Regions from separate parts of the Sus scrofa genome. Here regions 1 and 3 are each linked to region 2. The links are chromatin contacts, called in public HiChIP or PLAC-seq maps. All regions are on one chromosome and are shown on one strand. Each heading gives the region's core, a stretch centred on a gene start, on an enhancer-like site or on the middle of the called end of the contact. The rest is flanking DNA. Distances are from core to core; before and after follow the strand shown. Region 1 overlaps BABAM2 (BRCA1-A complex subunit BRE). Region 2 has its middle 36 kb from the start of MRPL33. Region 3 has its middle 28 kb from the start of FOSL2.

Region 1 (2,794 bases), core at 250-2,749, 570 kb after region 2:
CCAAGAGCACGACGGCTCGCATGTCGTGGGCACCTCCCCACCTTCCAGATTTTTTTGCCACCATCCCCGGGAAGACATTGTATATCCACAAAAGTGTCGCAGAAAAATACTTCTCCTTGCCACCTGTGATGTACTCTGATTTTTATTTCATTTTACTTTAACGCTGACCAGGACCCACTCGGTGGATCTCCCAACCCACTAACGGATCACCATCTATCATTGAGCAAACCTGCTTCGTACCGTGTGTGAATAGCATTTATCCTCATCCTGTGTCTGTCCCTCCTTTCCTTCCGCGCCTTCCCTCCCTCGTCCCCTCCCTCCCTCTCTGTAACTGGCACACAACCCCACAGAGCCACTGGCTGTCACCAGCATGTGCGGGGCCCTGGGCTCGGGCAGCGTGGAGTGAGCCCTGCGGGCCAGCAGCCCAGGTGAGCGCTCCCCATCCTGGCCGAGCATCTCAGCGTAATTGAAAGGACCCGTAAGGCTCGCTCCCTGCCAGAAGTTCTGCCTCCTGCCCGCCTGCCGTGGAGTTTGCCCGCACCCCCAGCCTAGCAGAGCCTGCCTAAAGATCCCAGGAAGGCCCTTGCCCCCTAGCAGAGGGGGCGGACCCCAGGCATGCTCTCCCATTCGGCCGTTTCTTCTTTTTTTTCTTTTCTTTTCTTTTTAGGGCTGTACCTGTGGCATCTGGAGGTTCCCAGGCTAGGAGTCGAATTGGAGCTACAGCTACTGGCCTACACCACAGCCACAGCCACAGCCACGCCAGATCTGAGCTGCCTCTGCGACCTACACCACAGCTCACAGCAATGCCAGATTCTTAACCCACTGAGTGGGGGCCAGGGATCCTTATGGATACTAGTCGGGTTCTCAACCCGCTGAGCCACAATGGGAACTTCTTTTCTTTTTCTTTCTTTTGGAATGGCTGCTTTTCCATCTGCAGGCCCAAAGAGCCAGGCGTCCGGGAATATCATTTCAGCTGCTGAGCAGGGGAATTGGACTGAAAAGAAGAGGGGCCTGGCCAGCCTTGCTCTCCCTCCCCCAGACCTTTGAGGGGTCTCTGTGAGCACCCAGCCACCCGGAGTGCTGGCATGACCAGCGGGTGCTCTCAAAGGCAGCCGGCAGGAGCCTGAGCAGCTGTGGGAGACAGAGCTGTGGCCTCTAGATGCTGAGAGTCTAGTGGGAGAAAAATTTACAACCAGGCAAATGATACTTTAATAGGAGCCCCAGAGAGACTCTCTGGGGAGGAGATTGTTTTATCCTCCAAAGAGTTGATGGCCTCAGGGTTGTCTCAGTCCTTGGGGGGTAGGGCGGTCCTTTCCTGTGATTCCTGGCGATGCTGAACAGGCGCCTGAAGGCGCGTCCCCGTGGGGCTGCGACCAGGCGCCCGCACTCCGCATGGTCAGCTCGGCTGAGACCCCGAGCACTTCCTCTTTGAGGGCCACCCTTTGGTTTTTCCCCTTCTGCTGACTCAGGAGCAGAGGGTCATCTGTGATCGTGACGGTGACTCACCGCCGGCAGACAGGCAGCCGGCCTCTCCCCGGCAGCCCAGTGCAGGTGAGGGACGTGAGCTCCTGCCCGGGCCTGCGGAGAGACCCCAGCAGCCTCCACGGGCCCCACGTGGCCGTTAGCAGGGCCAGTGCAGAGCCCCTCCAGCAGCCCTGGGCACAGCGAGCAGAGAACTTGAGATGCCCGATACCAGGGCACCCGCCCTGCGAGGCACACCCAGCAGGTGCAGGTGGGAAAGCAGGATAGACACGGGTGGTGGTTCTGCCCTGGGGTCCCAGGCCTCTGGCAGCACCCCATTCCTTAGGTCCCCCACACCCACTCTCTGACCGCACCTTAACCCAGCCAGGTGCACCATCTCAGCTGACCCCTCCCGGCGCGAGGGGACCCCGCCTTTCTCAGTGGCCATGCTGCCGCCCCCTCCTCCCAGGTCTCATCAGGCAGGTTCATGATGGAAAGAGCATCAGCCTGGGAGTGAAGGAGATTAGGAGGATGGGCCCCAATTCTAGCCACTAGCCCTGGGGCCTTAGAGCAGGTCCTTGGGCAGCCAGCCAGCCAGCCAGCCAGCCATTCCTGCCGTCAGGCCCTAAGGGAGGCAAGCGCCATGGGCGCTAAGGATGCCCCATCCCCCAAGTCTGCCCCCAATGGGCTTCCAGAGAAGACTTGTGCCCTGTGAGAAGGACCACCAGCTGCTCCGGCCCTTAGTGTCCCCTTCCCCGCTATACAGCCTCTGGGGTTTCTTGCTGTTGTACACATTTTCTAATCCTAAAGTACATCTTTATATAAGCCAAGAGTGTTTGCAAGTATGTATTGAGCTGCTATGTGTTGGGCACTAGACTGGAAGCCGCGGTGCAGAGGTGGCGAATGTGCCCAGCGGGTCTTGCCGCGATGGAGCGTCTAGTGGGCTGCGGGGGAGTGGTTGGACTGTGGCAGGTGCCTGGGGACAGAGCCGGGAGCCCGGGAGGAAGGCACCCCTGTGGCTGGCGAGGCTCAGGAGCCCACGTGAATCGTCCTGTCCCTCCTTCTCATTTGGCCAGCTGGCCCTCTTGTGACCTCCTCCCCCAAGAGGAGGAGCCAAGGGAGCAGAGGCGCCTACACCCTCCCTGCCCCCCACTCCTGAGCAAGGCCTGGCCCTGCAGTGGCAGAAGCTGGCGGCAAGCTGCTCTAGCCCCAGAGGAACTGGCCAGGCTCCAGAAGGCCTCCGCAGAGAGTCTCAGAGAGAACCACTAGGTAATTTTGATCGTTTCAGTACACATTGACAAATACCCTATGATTTAGAAGGAGCCAGATTTCA
Region 2 (3,139 bases), core at 200-2,699:
GAGCAACGGCAGGGATCAAACTGGCAACCTCATGGTTCCTAGTCGGATTCGTTAACCACTGTGCCACGACAGGAACTCCCTTTTTTTTTTTTTAATCTTTTTTTTTTTTTTTGTCTTTTTGCCCTTTCTAGGGCCGCTCCCATGGAATATGTAGGTTCCCAGGCTGGGGGGTCTAATGGGAGCTGTAGCCACTGGCCTACACCAGAGCCACAGCAATGCCAGATCCAAGGGGCATCTGAGACCTACACCACAGCTCCAGGCAATGCCAGATCCTTAACCCACTGAGCGAGGCCAGGGATCGAACCTGCGTCCTCATGGATACTAGTCAGATTCATTTCCACTGAGCCATGGTGGGAACTCCAATATAACATACCTATTTCTATATGGCTGATATTTTGGAGTTGAGACTTTTTATAGATATACCATTTTGTATATATGCCCTCTTTTCTTTCTTTCTTTTTTTTTTTCCCCAACATAACACCAAATCACAAGCATTTTTCCAGGTCATAAAAAACTTGTGAAGACATTTTAGTTAAGGCCAGGAGAGGCCAGCCTAGAAACCAGCATATTTTTGTAGGCAAAGGAGAAGGTGTGAGTGGAGACCAGAAGCACAAAGCTGCCCCAGGGTGAGGGCGGTTTGGCTGAGTGGGAGACGCTGAGGCCCTCAGGGCTGCAGGTGTCCTGGATGAGGAGAGGGTGCCCACTGCTTTGACTGTCACTCCCTCACACGCTTGGTGACCTCCCCGCCCCGCCAGAGACCAGGCAGTGAGTCTCCACTCTTCAATTTGATGGACTTTCTGGCTGGAAAAACTTGAGAATTTAATTGTAGCAACTTAACCGATTTAATTGTGGAACACCAAGCTGAGTCTGGCTTGGCTGAATCTTCTGTAAGGAACCAGGGGGAGGCAGAGGTGCATGTCTGGTGGAGATGAAAAACCCAAGCCAGGGTGTTCCCATCGTGTCTCAGTGGAAAAGAACCTGACTGGCATCCACGAGGACACAGGTTCAATCCCTGGCCTCGCTCAGTGGGTTAAGGATCTGGTGTTGCCGTGAGCTGTGGTGTAGGTCGCAGACGTGGTGGATCCTGAGTTGCTGTGGCTGTGGCGTAGGCTGGCAGCTATACTCAGATTCTGCCCCTAGCCTGGGAACCTCCATATGCCTCAGGCATGGCCCTAAAAAGACAAAACAAACAAACAAAAACCAAGAACCCAACACAAGTGCCTAGAAATTTGCATTCAGTCGAGGGCAGCACCAACCTCCTGAGGCCTATTACTCATTAAGGGTCTGTGTTCCCCAAGTTGCAAACGCTTGACCTGATGTAACCATCTCATTTTATAGATCAGGAAACTAAGGCCTTGAGAGAGAAATGATTTGTCCATAGTGGATTATGGGCTGAGTCAGCCCCGAGGCTGGGATTACTGGCTCCCCTGACGCTGGTCCACCAGGCCTCCTCTCTTCCTTGTCTGGAGGAAGCTGGCTGGAGAGGGGCCCTAGACCAGCTCTCTTTCCAGCTGCCAAACCCAGGGGTGCCCAGCCCTCTGGCTCCTGGGGGATACGGGCTGGTGGTCAGGAGCTCTCTGAACAACTGCTGTGGCCCTGGCCATCCAACTGGTTCCCCAGACGTCAAGGGAAATGTTGTGGAGAGAACAGGATGTGTTTTCCTGCAAAATCACTTGTCTCACAAGATCATTTGCATACTGGTGGGGACGCGAATGTCATTCCCTGCCCATTTCCTCCCCAGAGAAAAGTGTTCCCATCAGAGCTTTCCCTTCAAGGGAGGAGGCAGCTGTGTGGGCTCAGCCCCAGCCCCAGCCCCAGGGGACAGCTTCCTGATAGGAGGGATGGGGGGGTGTGCTCCCGGAAGTAAGGAGGCTCCTTTGTTTGACTTCCTCCCACACCCAGGCCCTGGCTGGAAGGAGCACATGGCTCCAGCTCTGGCAGAGTCTGCTTCTATGGTCTCGGAAGCCCCGAACATCCCACCTTGCTCTTTATTATTGGAGTTAAATTACTGAAGATTCAGGAGTGGCACAGGGGAAAGGAATCTGACTAGGAACCACGAGGTTGCGAGTTCGATCCCTGGCCTCGCTCAGTGGATTAAGGACCTGGCATTGCCATGAGCTGTGGTGTAGGTTGCAGGTGCAGCCCTAAAAAAAAAAAAAAAAGAAGTTACTGAAGATTCAGCTGCTAGAAGAGAGGGTTGAGGAGATTATAGGCGAAAAATCATAATAAATACTTGTTACTTAATCTATTCCAGACATTGCCCTAAGCATGCTATATGTTCTGTAAATTCTTGTTTTTCTCTCTCTCTCTCTCTTTTTTTTTTTTTTTGTCTTTTTGCCATTTCTTGGGCCGCTCCCACGGCATATGGAGGTTCCCAGGCGAGGGGTCTAATCGGAGCTGTAGCCACCGGCCTATGCCAGAGCCATAGTAACTCGGGATCCGAGCCGTGTCTTTGACCAAAACCACAGCTCACGGCAACGCCGGATCGCCAACCCACTGAGCAAGGGCAGGGATCAAACCCACAACCTCATGGTTCCTAGTCAGATTGTTAACCACTGCGCTACGATGGGAACTCCTTGTTTTTTTTCTTTTTTACAGATGCACCTGCAGCATATGGAAGTTCCTGGGCCAGGAGTCAAATCAGAGCTGCAGCTGCAACCTGCCACAGCAATGCCAGCTCCCAGCCCCATCTGTGACCTATGGTGCAGCTTATATCCATAACCAGCTGAGCAAGGCCAGGGATCAAACCCACAACTTCACAGAAACAACATCGGGGCCTTAACCTGCTGAGCTACAGCGGAACTCCATGTACTGTAAATGCACTTAATCCTCACAGCAAGTGAGTGAACTTAGGTCTATTATTTCTCCCATTGTCTATGTGAGAAATCAAAGTTCAGAGAGGTTGAGGAGCTTGCCCAAAGTTACACAGCTGGTAAGCTATGCAGCCAGGATTTGAACTCAGCCGATCTGCCTCCTAAGTAGGACTTTAAATCCTGTGTCGTAAGGGGGAGAGTTAGTAGGCTGAAGGACTGTTCAAACCCTCGAAGGCTGTGCTGTAGTCCAGAAACACTGGCCTGGCATTCACGGCCGCTTAGGATGGGGTGACAGGCACGCTGCTCTCCCTCCCCGCCCCCTACCA
Region 3 (3,064 bases), core at 405-2,904, 600 kb after region 2:
CTGTTTGGACGTAGGTCTTTGCAGATATAAGCAAGTTAAGATAAAGCTGCACTGGATGAGGTGGGACCCAAATTCAGTGACTGGTACGTTTATAAGAAGAGGGAGATGCAAACATGGAAGCACACAGGGAAAAGGCCACAGGACAACAGAGGCAGAGATGGGAGTGATGACTCTACGAACCAAGGATCAGCAAGGGCTGCCAGCGACTGCCAGGAGCTGGGAGAAAGGCATGGAGCAGTTTCCCCCCTTCACCTCTAGAGGGAACTGACCTTGCCAACACCATGACTTCAGGCTTCTGGCCTTCACAACTGTGAGAGCATGACTATCGACGTGTTCACCCACCCAAGTGTGTGGTGATTTGTTATGGCAGCCACAGGAAACTAATACAGCCACCAAATGCGGGACTGTGCCTGAGACTGAAGCCAACCCTGGAACTAGGGCCCGGACGGGCACTCTTGGCACCATGAAGACTCAGATCCAACAGGGGCTGAAGCAAGAGGTTTACCGGACTTTTTGGTTACATGTGCCACCCTAGTCTCTATGTTACTGAAACTGTTTCAGCTGAGTTTCTGCCTCTTTCAACTCACAAAGGCTTGATAATATAGAAATAGTGGAGGTCAAATGCACAGCATGGTGCCGGCCAATAGGAAGCTCTGTGTATTTATTATTACTGCTGTTGTTGTTGTTTCTATGTCCATCTAGACTGAGGGCTCTCCAGGGTAAGGGCCATACCTCTTGTCTGTGTCACTGTGGGTTCCCAGGAAGCAGACTCTGGGACAGAGTTGGTGTGTAGGATGTGGCCTTGGGATCAAGCCCTGGGGTCAAGGGGGCAAGGAAGCAAGACTGGGCGGAGGGAAGCCGAGCAGCGACAGCCTCAGCTGGGCCCACGGATGTTCGGTCCAGAGTCATCCTACACGGGGCCCCTTTTGCTCCCAGATCCATCGAATCTGTGCTGTCCTGGGAAAGGTGAGCTCTCGTGAGAGGCAGAGGCAGAGGCCTTCCCTGAAGGGGCAGATGGCTGGGAACTGGTGCCCAGCCACGGGGCAACGGGTTCTCAACAAAGGGGACCTGGGTGGGCCACCATGGTACCCACCCTACTCAGGGCACAAGTCAGAGCCTGGCACCCAGTTACCAGTCATTGTTGAAAATATTCATCCATTCACTCAAACCCAAGGCTGATTAGATGTCTTGGGGTCTGAGATAGAGTCCTTCAGGAGAGGGGTCCTGGTGGAAGCTGGGCATGGCGGAAACCCCACGACCGGGCTGGCGGGGACGTGGTCAGGGGGATGTGACCAGACTGGTGGTGTGGCCTTGCCTGGCACAGGTCCACTGAGAGCTGAGGGAGCTCGGTGTTGGGGCAAGCTTTCAAGTGCCCTCTTTAGAACTTTAGGCTCCTGGGGCTATAAAATGTCTCTTTCTTTCTTCTGTTGATTTCTTTGGTGTTAGGGTGGAGTCAGAGCCTGGCTAAGTCTTTAAAGTTTTCTTTCTTGTGTCTTTCCTGCTTCCCCAGGCAGCTCTTCCTATAGCTGGGGTGTCCCCCACCCCCAGCGCCAGACAGCCACCTCCTGCCAGGCCTCGCAGGCCCAGGGCCTGGTGCTCAGGGCTGGCCAGCCAGGCCCTCCCTCTTATCAGATGAGAAGGCAAGACTCAGAGAGGAAGCTGGTTGTTCAAAGGAAGAGTCAGTGGTTGAGCCAGGAAGCGGGACCCACTTCTCCCCGCTCAGCCTTCCTCATGCGCAGTGCCAACCGCAGCTCAAGCCACAGCCCTCGTCTAAGGAGTGTCCAGCCCCTCCACCTGCAGCTGCGTCGTGTACATGATGGCCTCCTGGGCACAGCGTTCCGGGGACAGGCTGCAGGTGCCACAGAGGTGAGCCCACTGCCTTGGCAGAGGGTCAAGCGGGTGTCACGCCTCCCAGACTTCTCCAGGAAACCAGGGGCAGCCCAGCAGGCCTTCTGAGGCCACCTTGTCCCACCCACAGGTGCAGAGAAAGTCGTAAGGCGAGATCTTCCTGAGGTCACACGATGAGCTGCCAGTGAGGGTAGAAGCCAGGGCTTGTCCTATTGTCCCTAAAGTTACTCCCCTCGCTGAATTTGTGTAGAGCCTTTAACTCTGTTTTATCTTATCTCCAAAAATGGTTTATCTTATTTCCAACAACACAGATCATCAAGTTTAACAGAGAACAACACAAGAATCGATTTTATCACACCAACGAGACCACACACCTCTTAAGAGTAATTCACCAGCAGGGGAGGATGCAAACTGCTTTACGTGTGCCCCCCCCCCCCGCCCCCAACTTTAAATAACCCGGTCTGCTGCCTGAGAAGGTGGCTCCATTAGAGGACGTTCAGTTTGCTCTGTAAGCCCCTGGCTGATCTGGATGTTCAAAGAAGGGCCTAGAAGGAGTCAGGCAGGAGGGGATGGGGAAGCTGAGCAGGCTGCCTGACACAGGGAGAAAACTGGGCCCGCAGCAGGGAGGAGAACAGGGGACTGGAGCCAGGAGACTTGGGGGCCCTGCTGGGGGAGGGCAGGTGGAAGTCTGGTGCCTGGAGGCTCTTAAAGAACCCATGTGTGCGTGTGCGTCGGAAGCTCTTTGCCTCTCCGTCCTCCTGTCCGCTCCTCCGCAGTGAAACCCTCCATCTCTGGGGGTGGGAGAACTGGCTTTGCATGGAGAGAGAAGGAGGGACAGAGGCGGTACCTGAGCGTCCAGAGGGTGGCACGGACAGAGACACACAGAGGTGGGGTCCAGGGCTGAGGGGCCCTGAACCCGAGCTCCCCACCTCACCCAAATTCTGGGTGATCTGCAGAAATCCTGGGGAGGGCCCTCGATTCCTTGGAGCTGCGTGCGGGGTTTCACACTGGTCCTAGACCTCAGGGGCCTGGTGGACCCCAGCTGACCAGGTTACACCTACATTTTCTACTGTGCCCTTTCTGTGCCACTCTGTGGGAGCCACGCCCACCTTCCACCAGGGCACCTGGGCCTCGAGGTTAGATGACTCACCTGAGTCCCCCAGCTGACCCCACTCTGGCCGATGGCTCTCTCAATACTCCTGCGCAGCGCGTAGGG

What was found. HiChIP or PLAC-seq counts read pairs in DNA pulled down with a chosen protein or histone mark.
Region 1: an H3K27ac HiChIP or PLAC-seq map of alveolar macrophages shows a contact between it and region 2. The contact joins two enhancer-like sites. A contact is called at or near these places in 2 of 2 datasets of contacts at active chromatin or transcription factors (alveolar macrophages and skeletal muscle).
Region 3: a contact with region 2 is called in an H3K27ac HiChIP or PLAC-seq map of alveolar macrophages. The contact joins two enhancer-like sites. A contact is called at or near these places in 2 of 2 datasets of contacts at active chromatin or transcription factors (alveolar macrophages and skeletal muscle).

Annotation. Positions count from the first base shown.
Region 1 is chr3:110,905,221-110,908,014 of Sscrofa11.1, reverse strand. All of the region lies in intron 11 of BABAM2 (BRCA1-A complex subunit BRE), which reads left to right. Among named protein-coding and RNA genes, the nearest start is that of FOSL2, 64 kb to the right of the region's middle. Within about 2 kb of position 1,499, at least 11 of the 83 cell types and tissues checked have an H3K27ac peak or open chromatin away from gene starts, as enhancers often do. A contact at or near this core is called in alveolar macrophages, where this site is marked.
Region 2 is chr3:111,473,156-111,476,294 of Sscrofa11.1, reverse strand. No RefSeq gene overlaps it. Among named protein-coding and RNA genes, the nearest start is that of MRPL33, 36 kb to the right of the region's middle. Within about 2 kb of position 1,449, at least 18 of the 83 cell types and tissues checked have an H3K27ac peak or open chromatin away from gene starts, as enhancers often do. A contact at or near this core is called in alveolar macrophages, where this site is marked.
Region 3 is chr3:110,869,586-110,872,649 of Sscrofa11.1, reverse strand. No RefSeq gene overlaps it. Among named protein-coding and RNA genes, the nearest start is that of FOSL2, 28 kb to the right of the region's middle. Within about 2 kb of position 1,654, at least 14 of the 83 cell types and tissues checked have an H3K27ac peak or open chromatin away from gene starts, as enhancers often do. A contact at or near this core is called in alveolar macrophages, where this site is marked.